Linked DNA regions of Mus musculus: region 2 is linked to region 1. A link is a contact called in public ChIA-PET data. All regions are on one chromosome and are shown on one strand. The core of a region is the stretch at or near the end of the contact, and the rest is flanking DNA. Distances in the headings are between cores, read along the strand shown. Region 1 overlaps Itgam (integrin alpha M). Region 2 holds the start of Rusf1 (RUS family member 1).

Evidence for each region. ChIA-PET counts read pairs in DNA pulled down with a chosen protein or histone mark.
Region 2: a contact with region 1 is called in an RNA polymerase II ChIA-PET map of memory CD8 T cells, with 11 read pairs. The contact joins the promoter of Rusf1 here to the enhancer-like site in region 1. A contact is called at or near these places in 4 of 39 promoter capture datasets (the 3T3-L1 cell line, embryonic stem cells, hippocampal neurons and 1 more), 2 of 115 datasets of contacts at active chromatin or transcription factors (the SCID.adh cell line and memory CD8 T cells) and 2 of 9 other capture datasets (liver and pancreatic islet).

Annotation. Positions count from the first base shown.
Region 1 is chr7:128,117,364-128,122,046 of GRCm38.p6, forward strand. Itgam (integrin alpha M) reads left to right here. Exons shown (of 30, transcript NM_001082960.1): 30 at 1-1,128. The coding sequence ends at 14. Among named protein-coding and RNA genes, the nearest start is that of Itgax, 9.8 kb to the right of the region's middle. Within about 2 kb of position 2,633, at least 31 of the 459 cell types and tissues checked have an H3K27ac peak or open chromatin away from gene starts, as enhancers often do. A contact at or near this core is called in memory CD8 T cells, where this site is marked.
Region 2 is chr7:128,294,612-128,299,879 of GRCm38.p6, forward strand. Rusf1 (RUS family member 1) reads right to left here and starts at 3,520. Exons shown (of 13, transcript NM_145590.2): 1 at 3,179-3,520; 2 at 2,851-2,965. The coding sequence starts at 3,472.

The DNA.
Region 1 (4,683 bases), core at 1,383-3,882:
CCCCACCTCAGTAACGGCCTTTTCTCCATGCATTGACCTCCCCAGCAACAAGCAGGTCTAGATGGTCAGACCAACACCGAAGCTGATGGACACATATGTTGTTGCTGTGATGTCTTATACAAAAATGGAATGTGTGTGTGTGTGTGTGTGTGAGAGAGAGAGAGAGAGAGAAAGAGAGAGAGAGAAAGAGAGAGGGAGAGGGAGAGAGAGAGAGAGAGAGAGAGAGAAGAAAAGAGGAAGCAAGCTCTGTGTGTGGCTCACACATTTCTTGCCTGTGACCAATGCCTTAAATGCATCCTCTTGGAAGGAAAGGCATCTCTTGGGTTTCCTAGTGTGTTAGGGAAGCTGCTAATGGGTCCTTCTCTGGGCAAGGCTGTGGGACCCTTGTGGGTAAGCATAGCTAAATGCTGTGCTGTCCTCTCTGAAGGAAGTAATATTTCCTTGTTTGTGTGAGCTGCAGACTTGCAAGGGTTTAGGTGCTGAGAATACAAGAGAAGTTGGAATAGAGAACTGGAAAGCCAGCAGAGATGTTCAGTGAAAAATGAGACGCCTCCTACCATCTAGTCATTTATTATTTTAACATTAATTTAAATAATTGAATCGATTAACCCGTCAAAGTACAAAAACCAAAAGATACTCAAGAATGGTAAAAGGCAGGGGGTGGGGAGGATGCAGCTCACAGCACAGTGCTCACCTGGAATATGCAAGGCCTTGGGCTCAGCATGCGACAGTGAAAACCAAGGCAAAGAAAAAACAAACCAAACCAAAAATGTAAGTGGAAAGACTCCCTTCCTAGCTGTTGGGGGTCTCTCCTTAGGGATATTAAAGGGTATATGTTTAGAATCTATTCCACAAAGATTGTAGGTACCTATATACACACACACACACACACACACATATACACACACTGCTTTAAACAAGTGGTAACACATTTTTTTACTATTATGAATGTTGTCTTTTTATTAATATGCTCAAATAAATTTATATAAGTTATAAAGTAGCTCAGAGAATTACCCTGTGATTGTAATGTATTTAACATTTAATGTAGTCTCCTTTGGATATATAATTTCCAGCCATTTGCTATTATGTACAATGCTGAATTAATAAATTGGGTATATGTAAATTTTACATATGTATAAGAGTAATTTGTTAGATATATTTCTAGAAGTTTTCCTTCTACTTGAAGTGAGCCCCAAATAAAGATTTGATAGGAAGATGAGCTTGGTGGTACACACTTTTAACCCTTTCTACTCAGGGGGCAGAGGCAGCAAGATTGTAAGTTCAAGACCAGCTTGGGCTCAGAGTGACTTCAAGGCCAGCCCCAGTAACTTATGAAGAGTTTTCTCAACAGAATAAATGAATAAACAAGGACTGGGGATGTAGCCTAGTGGTTTAGCACTTGCTTAGCATGTATGTGGCGCTAGACTTTATCCTCAGCCACCCTCCCGCTGGCTCCCCACCCACCAAATAATGCAAGTGAGAGAAGGCTCCACAACATACCTACAGGTAGAGGGAGTTATCCCGGGGAATAGAAGGCAGCTGTCAACCAACAGGAATGCCCTGTGCCTCTGGAACTGCTGGGAGTCAGTGAGTCATACACACCCGGGAGACAGTGATAATACACACCCGGGAGACAGTGATAATACACACCTGGGAGACAGTGAATCATACACACCTGGGAGACAGTGATACATAAACACCTGGGAGACAGTGAGTCATGAACACCTTGGAGACAGTGAATCATACACACCTGGGAGACAGTGAGTCATGAACACCTGGGAGACAGTGAGTCATGCACACCTGGGAGACAGTGAGTCATACACACCTGGGAGACAGTGAGTCATACACGCCTGGGAGACAGTGAGTCATACACACCTGGGAGACAGTGAATCATACACACCTGGGAGACAGTGAATCATACACACCTGGGAGACAGTGATAATACACACCTGGGAGACAGTGAGTCATGCACACCTGGGAGACAGTGAATCATACACACCTGGGAGACAGTGAATCATACACACCTGGGAGACAGTGATAATATACACCTGGGAGACAGTGATAATGCACACCTGGGAGATAGTGAGTCATACACACCTGGGAGACAGTGATAATGCACACCTGGGAGATAGTGAGTCATACACACCTGGGAGACAGTGATAATTCACACCTGGGAGACAGTGAGTCATCCACACCTGGGAGACAGTGATAATACACACCTGGGAGACAATGATAATACACACCTGGGAGACAGTGAGTCATTCACACCTGGGAGATAGTGAATCATACACACCTGGGAGACAGTGAGTCATTCACACCTGGGAGACAGTGAGTCATACACACCTGGGAGATAGTAAATCATACACACCTGGGAGACAGTGAGTCATACACACCTGGGAGATAGTGATAATACACACCCAGGTATCATCCAGAGCGAAAGGAGCTGTGCTGCATCATTCCCACATGGTTGTCAGGCCCTGTAAAAGCTTGTCGGAATGGCTGATGCGTTGCCAGCACTGGCTAGCAAGCACTTACAGGAAAAGTTTGATGGCTAGTTTCAGATGGCTTCCATCCTCAAGGGGAACCCCAGTATTATCTCTCTCACCTTTGTGAATGTGGTAACCACATCCTCACCCTTGAAAGCATCTTGTCAAATTTCACATTAGTCTGGCTAAGTAAGTGGCTGCCACTTCATGTTTATTAATGCTGAAATTTCATTTATGGGAGAAACTGAGTTTCTTCCTGCCCCATCCCCCTAAGTAGTCGCAACTTTAGATGCAAGTCATCTTGTCCAACTTGGCTGACCTTTATTTTGTATAAAAGAAAAATGTGAATTTCATAATGTTCATTGAGATGCAAGAAGATAGTCATGGGCTGGGTACTTGTTCCACATGTTCCAGATGTGGCAGGAAGGGAGGGGCTTACTTCTTGGGGAGATGAAGGAAGATGTGGTTGGTGTATAGATTGGGTGTGTCTTCCTAAGTTGACTTGCCAGGTACTAAGAGATGAAAACAATCTTACTATGTCGCCCTAAGGTGATTGGGAAGGTCCTGGTGCCCCTTTAATACCATATATTTTATATTTTTCCTTTCTAAGCTTTCTACGCTTGTTTAAAATGCTCTTCATGTGACTTAACCATTGAGAACAAAGTCTCTGCTGGGCTTTTTTGAGACTTCCTTTGTTAATGCAATTAATATAAAACCTTTTACCTTAGCCTCAGGTAGACTCTTCAGACAAAGGCAAAAGACAGCCACATTCTTCACCAAAATAATGCAAAAACTGTCTCTAGGCCACATTCTGAAATTCTGCTCCACTAAACTCTCTTGGGTCAGGTCTGCACAGTTCAAATTACAATCAGCCACAAAGTTTTCCATAATCCTACTAGGATGGCCCAGTAAGCCCCACTTAAAGCTTTCCACTGGGATAACTCTCAGCACATAAGTGAAGAGCTTGTATAATAAGAATATTAAAACAACAGCAAAAGAAGGAAGGTTCTTCCATGCTCACAGATTGGTAATGTGAAAATGGCCATCCTACTGAAAGCAATCTACAGATTCAATACAATCCCCATCGAAAGTCTAACATAATTCTTCACAGAAATTGAAAGGACAATTTTCAGATTCATATAGAAATTCAAAACCCCCAGAATAGCTAAAACACCCCTGAGTAATAAAAGAACTGCTGGATATCACCATTCCTGATATCAAGTTGGACTACAGAGTTTATAGTAATCAAAACAGCATGTGGTATTGTCACAAAAAACAGACACATTGGTAAATGGAATTGAAGAACCAGATGTAAGTCCCTGTATCTGTGGCCTCCTTGTTTGTTTGTTTATTTATGTATTTATTTATTTATTTATTTAAACAAAGAAGCCAAAATTGGAGAAAAGAAAGCATCTTTAACAAATGGTACTGCTCAAATGGGGTTGCTGTGCAGAAAAATGCTTCGCACTGGAGCAGAGGCAGCCACCTTCTTGTGTCTCTCTCCAAAAAAATCTCTGTGTGAGGTTTGCTGTGTGTTATGACTTTGTGGTATTCCTTCTCTTATGACTGCCAGGGTACCTTTTCCTACAGAACTGTAACACTTCCACTAGGGAAGCCTTCCCCTCAGAGCTGTAACATCTACAGGCAATAAATATGCAGAGAGTGAGGAACTTGGGAGTAGTCAGTCTCAATAGGGCGTTTTCACCAAACTGTCCCCTCAGGGATCCATGCAGAAGAGGAGGTGGACAGACTGTAGGCCAGAGGTGATGTAAGGAGGAGCTGGAGAACAGGCTGAAAGGCTGCCAAATGCCATTCTCTGCGTGGGATAAACCGTTGCAATTGCTAACTCACAGCAATGGCAGTCGCCTTCATGGGGTCCACGCAAGACTGGCCCTATCTGCAATCAGTCACAGAAGGGGAAGGGACTCATGGGACTCTACCACTGACCTCTGAGCTCTGCCATAGGTTTGGGCTGCTTTCAATCTGGTCGCAGAAGCTTGTTTTTGTTTTTCCATGGGTGGTGGTTAGTGAGAAACTCTTACTGGTGGTCATGGTGCTAAGAATAAATGCTGTTGTGTACTTAGTCTTAAAGAGGTCACTTAGTCATTCGCCCACTCCAACCATAAAGCTCAAGAAACATTTTCAGAAGGGGGAACAAAAAGTGTAGGTACTGGAGGGTGGGGAAGAGTGTGCAAAA
Region 2 (5,268 bases), core at 2,270-4,769, 180 kb after region 1:
TGAGGGATCCTAAACGTTCCACCAGATGTCTAGACAGAACCCAGGTCAAATGCGCACCTCTGCTGTATTCCCAGATTTGCATCTCCAAAATGCTCAATGCTACCCAGAAAGCCTATGGGGACTAAGGTTAATACAGAACTCGAGTGGGACACAAAATGTTAAGCACTTTGCATGGTTTTTTTTTAACCTTTTCTAACAAGTAAAGGCTCATACTACTACTAAATGCCACTGGGAAGTACTACTAGACCAGGATGTCTGCTTTGAGATGGTGCCCTCTATGTACGTTAGAAAAGCTGAACTCACAAAATCTCAATAATACGGTTGCCTAGACAAGACCTGACCAACGATAGCAGCTGACATGCCAGCATGGACGGGAGGGGCCGCACGAGGCTCCAACCCAGATAAAGAACTACAGGGAAGTTCACAGTTGCCAACACTGGGAGAATCCATCTTCTCTAAATATATGCTCCCTGATAGGTTGTCTAATCCCAACAAAAATGAACTCAGTGATATGTGTACACATGTGCGTGTACGTGTACGTGTGTGTGTGTGTGTGTGTGTGTGTGCGTGTGTAACAATAATAATTAAAAAATAAGAGGCCATAAATTTTAGGGGGTGCTGAAGGGAGAAGAGGAGATAAATTATGTAAATATAGCATTCACATATTAAATTTTCAAAAAAATAAATTTAAAAAAAGGAGACACAAGAGTCAGCTGGCCTGGGGCTGCTTGGAGTTCCTCTATGTGAGAAATAAATAACTCCACTGGACTGGCTACTGTCGGCACTAAGAGACACATTATACAGAAGAGGGCAATAATGCCTGGCCTATACCCGACTACTAAAATAGTAACTGCTACAGATATTACCATTGTTGGTTCTGATAATTAACACGTTCTAACAGAGTGCTGCAGTAGTTGTGGTTCCGTGACTGAAAGCCACTTGGAGAAGAAAGGGTTTATTGGCTTACTCTGCTGGCTCACGGTCCACCAAATGAAGTTAAAGCAGGAACTGAAGCACCGCAAGAAGCTGGAGACAGGAACTAAAGCAGAAGCACAACCTGCACAGGGATGGCACTGCCCAGTGGCCTGGACCCTTCCACAGCAACCAGCAATTAAGAAAGTTCCCCACAGGCTCAGACCAGTCTGATAGAGGCATGCTCTCAACTGAGGTCCCCTTTTCTCTGTGACCTTAGTTGGTTTCAAGTTGACAACAAACCAACCAACCAGGACAATGTGTGCCTGAAAACGATTACGACATGCATTCCAAAGCCAGGTTAATGAGTGCATGCCTATAATTCCAAGTAAAGACATGGGGTTATATCCAGTGATACCTGGGGATCTGGGCTAGCCTGGGCTACAGAAGATCCTGTGTCAAAAAGAAAACAAACAACAAAAATCCCAAGGGAACTTCTCATATGGTGCTCTGCTTATAAACATCTCACTCTTGAGGGAAACAAGCTTGTAAAATCCTTTCTAATTAAGAGGGCGTCTTTTAACACTGGTAACAGGTTCTCGAGTGCGGGTACTTTCATATCTTGAAGTGGCCTCAGCTTTTCTTAAAAACCTGTTAGACAGATTAGCATCATGCTGGTGATAAGAATGGGATGTTTAGAAATGACACTTAAGAAACCCAATTACTGACCCAGTTTTGAATTGGCTAAAGGAGAGCAATGGAAAAGATCTCATTAAACACAGTGTGATGCCGTGAAAAGGACTAACTCTCCTAGGCTCAGATCCAGGCCCTATAACTCAGCAGGTGTGTAACCGTGGGTACCTCTGTTTCCCCAGCTATAGTGTGGGGATAACAACACTACCTGTCACACAGCCACCAAGAGGTCTAATCAGCAACACAAAGAATGGCATATAATAAACACTGTCAGCATCTATGTGTTGTGGTGGCGGTGGTGGTGGTAGTGGTGGAGGTTGGCATCCTTAAAAGATGAGACACTGTGGCCAAGAAGCCCTCGGTCACCTCTGCTCTGACATGCCCTTTCAAGGGGTGATACTTAGTTACAATGTGCTGGGTTCTAACAGATGAGCATAAACAGAAGCCTCCTGACCTAGAGTCCAGGGAGGCTTACCCAAGATGTGGTGAGGTCTAGGATAGAACAGGATGTCCTTGCCCCGCCCCTAAGGTTCATTTAAATACCACTGGGGATAACAGGGAAAGACAGAGGCCAGAAGACTGAGCCAAGGACCCTCCTAAACGTGAAACAAGTGTTGAGTTCCCTTTGGTCTGCTTCCCTCACCAGGTGGCAGGCATAATACTAGATTATCTTTGATTTTCTTAGTGACTTTTTTCAGAAGGCTGTATACTCTCAGCACACGGTTACTATAATCTTACTGCAGCACAGTCAGGTACCCCAGAGGGGTCAGAGTGCATTTTAGCATTTCCTTAACTACCAATTTAGGACCAGCCACATGCCCCTTTGCCCACTGGAAGTACCCAACTTTCACCATCCCGGGAAGCTGGCGGGTTTTTTTTACGTAATAAACTGCATGTCTATGCAATCCTGCATAAAGTAAGATTAAAGGTAATTTAAGGAGGATCCCGGATGATTTCGGGATTCTGAAGTTTGCATGGGTAACAAGGTGAGCCACTTAGGCTGATTCACTGATGAGGGCATTCCAGCTGTGGGCAAAGATTCACAGCTTCTGTGTACTAATCAGGCTGCAGACCATAAATGTGTATATGCGCACGCGCACAAACACACACACGCACACGAGAACCACTGTTAGAGGTCAGAACAGTTCAAAACAGCAAGGCTAGGGTTTGCAGTAAAGGAAAAAGAGGCCAGAGACAGGAAGCAGGGATGAGATCAACAGGTAAGGCTCCCAGGTTCCAGCTCACCTTTCACGAGCCAGGTGGACGTGGCAGCTGAAACGGAGGCTTTTGCGTTGCCTACCCCTAAGCCCTGCAATACTGCTTGGGTGGCTAGAGAGCCGGAGAGGCTGGAAGCAAAGGCCTGGAGAGAAAAGAAGTGGAATGAGGAGAGGTGGCAGGAGCACGGAGCCTACTGTGCTATACCAGCTCTCACTGGTTCTGTGGGACCTGGAAAACTGTCAGGACTATGCAATGCACCCTAGCCTTCCAATGTGCACATGCAGATTGCAGGGGCCTATTCCCCGGGTCCCCAGCTATAAACCGCCCCCCCCCCACGGCAATCGGCCAGCCGGACCTGCACGGAATCCCACAGCTGGTATGGCAGGTAATCCGGGCTGACGCTATCTGGGAAGCCCTGAGGCAGCAGCACGGATCTGAGGCCCGAAAGAGCGGTCAGTGCTGCCCAGGGTCCCCCGCCTCCACCCGCGTGCTGCCCAGGTTTCGCTATCGGGGCCCGGGAGAGCCAGCCCCAGCGCCGAGCCCCGTCCCACTGCAGGCTCCCATCGGCGGCAGCGCTGCAGCCGCGCGGGGCTCCGGAGCCGAACTGCTCCGTGCACAGCGGCGCCCGTAGGCTCGCAGCGTCAGCCATCCTCAAGTTCAGCGAGTCGGTCCAACGCGGCAAAAAGCTAGGCGAACTACATTTCCTGTTTGGCTACGGTGGCCACAGAAGGACACTAATCTTTTATTCTCTTGGAACTCCGATTATTGTGTGTCCTGCCTTCCTGGGGCACACCCCAGGACTGCACCTGACCTACCTATCGTTCTTTGGACCCTAGGAGCAATATAGGGGCCGTTGACTCTGAACTCCAATCGGAAGAGGGAGAGATGGCTTCCTGGGGAAATAGTTGTGGTGGAGACTCCACTCAGATCTCAAACTTTTAGCTGTGTAACTGGAGTATCCCTCTCCGTCGCAGTGCTTTTTTTTGTTTGTGAGGCCAAGGACAATAGAGTTTTTGAAATTTTTTAAGTTAGCTTGTGACTTAATGAGCTTCATTATGGCATTTTGATTCATATTTTGCTCCCTTTGTTCCTATTTACCACCCGCCTCCCCCTGTTCTCTTGCCTGACTCCTACTATGTAGACATCCACTTACCCACTCCACCCAGCCCTCCTCACCCCAATGCTGCTTTTATGTCACATGATCTCTATCTTCCTATTTCTTTAAGATCCCTTCTTCCCTCCTCAGGGTCCCATTTCTAATTTCATGACTTATACCCCAGCCCCTCCTCCCACACACACACATACACACATAAAATTCCAAATCTAGGACTTGCATATGAGAGAAAACACGGGGCATCTGTGTTTCTGCAACAGTCTTTAAACTCATTTTCCTGCAAATGTTATTATTTCACTTTTCTTTATGGTTGAATAAAATCTCACTGTAACTCCACATTTTGTGACTCATGTGTCTCCTGAGAGATCCGGACTGACTCCATTTCTTAGCTGTTCCGAATTCTGCAGCAGTAAACACACATGTACAGGTATTTCCGTGGTAGGACATGGCGTCCTTTGGTGTATAGCTATAGGTAGTAGAGCTGTAAGCCTAAGGCAGGTCTGTTCTTTTTTCCTTTTGATTTTCAGAGCAGCTGGAGCAGTTTACATTCTGTAAGGGGCTCTTTGCCAACATTTGTTGTTACTTTGTTACTGGGGAAACCGAGGTTCCCATGGGAACTTAGGCTCCTTAATAAGGGGATTTGGAGGCTTACTAGCTAAATGCTCCCAGTTCTTCCAAGACATCAGCAGTGGGTTCCCAGCATTCATGTTAGGTAGTTCAAACCACACGTAACTCCAACTTGAAGAGGGAGCAGACACCATCATGGATGTGCACCTACACACACACACACACACACACACACACACACAAAGAGAGAGAGTTTGGTTTTTTTTTTAATAAAATAGTTTAGAAAAGGAGTACACAGGAATCTTTTTTTTTTTTAGATTTATTTATTATTATATGTAAGTATACTGTAGCTGTCTTCAGACACACCAGAAGAGGGAGTCAGATCTCGTTAGGGATGGTTGTGAGCCACCATGTGGTTGCTGGGATTTGAACTCAGGACCTTCGGAAGAGCAGTCGGGTGCTCTTACCCACTGAGCCATCTCACCAGCCCAACACAGGAATCTTGAGGACAGTTTATTAGTTTAACAGTACAGGTTAGGTGGAAATCCTGGCAGTTACCAGGAGGAAAGAGGAAGGAAAATCATGCCTTTTAAATTAGGCACTGGGGGCGGGGGAGGGCGGGGGGGCGGGGGGGGAGCTGGAAAGATGGCTCAGTGGTTAAGAGCACCAACTGCTCTTCCAGAGGTCCTGAGTTCAATTCCCAGCAACCACATGGTGGCTCACAACCATCTGTAATGGGATCCCATGCCCTCTTCTGGTGTGTC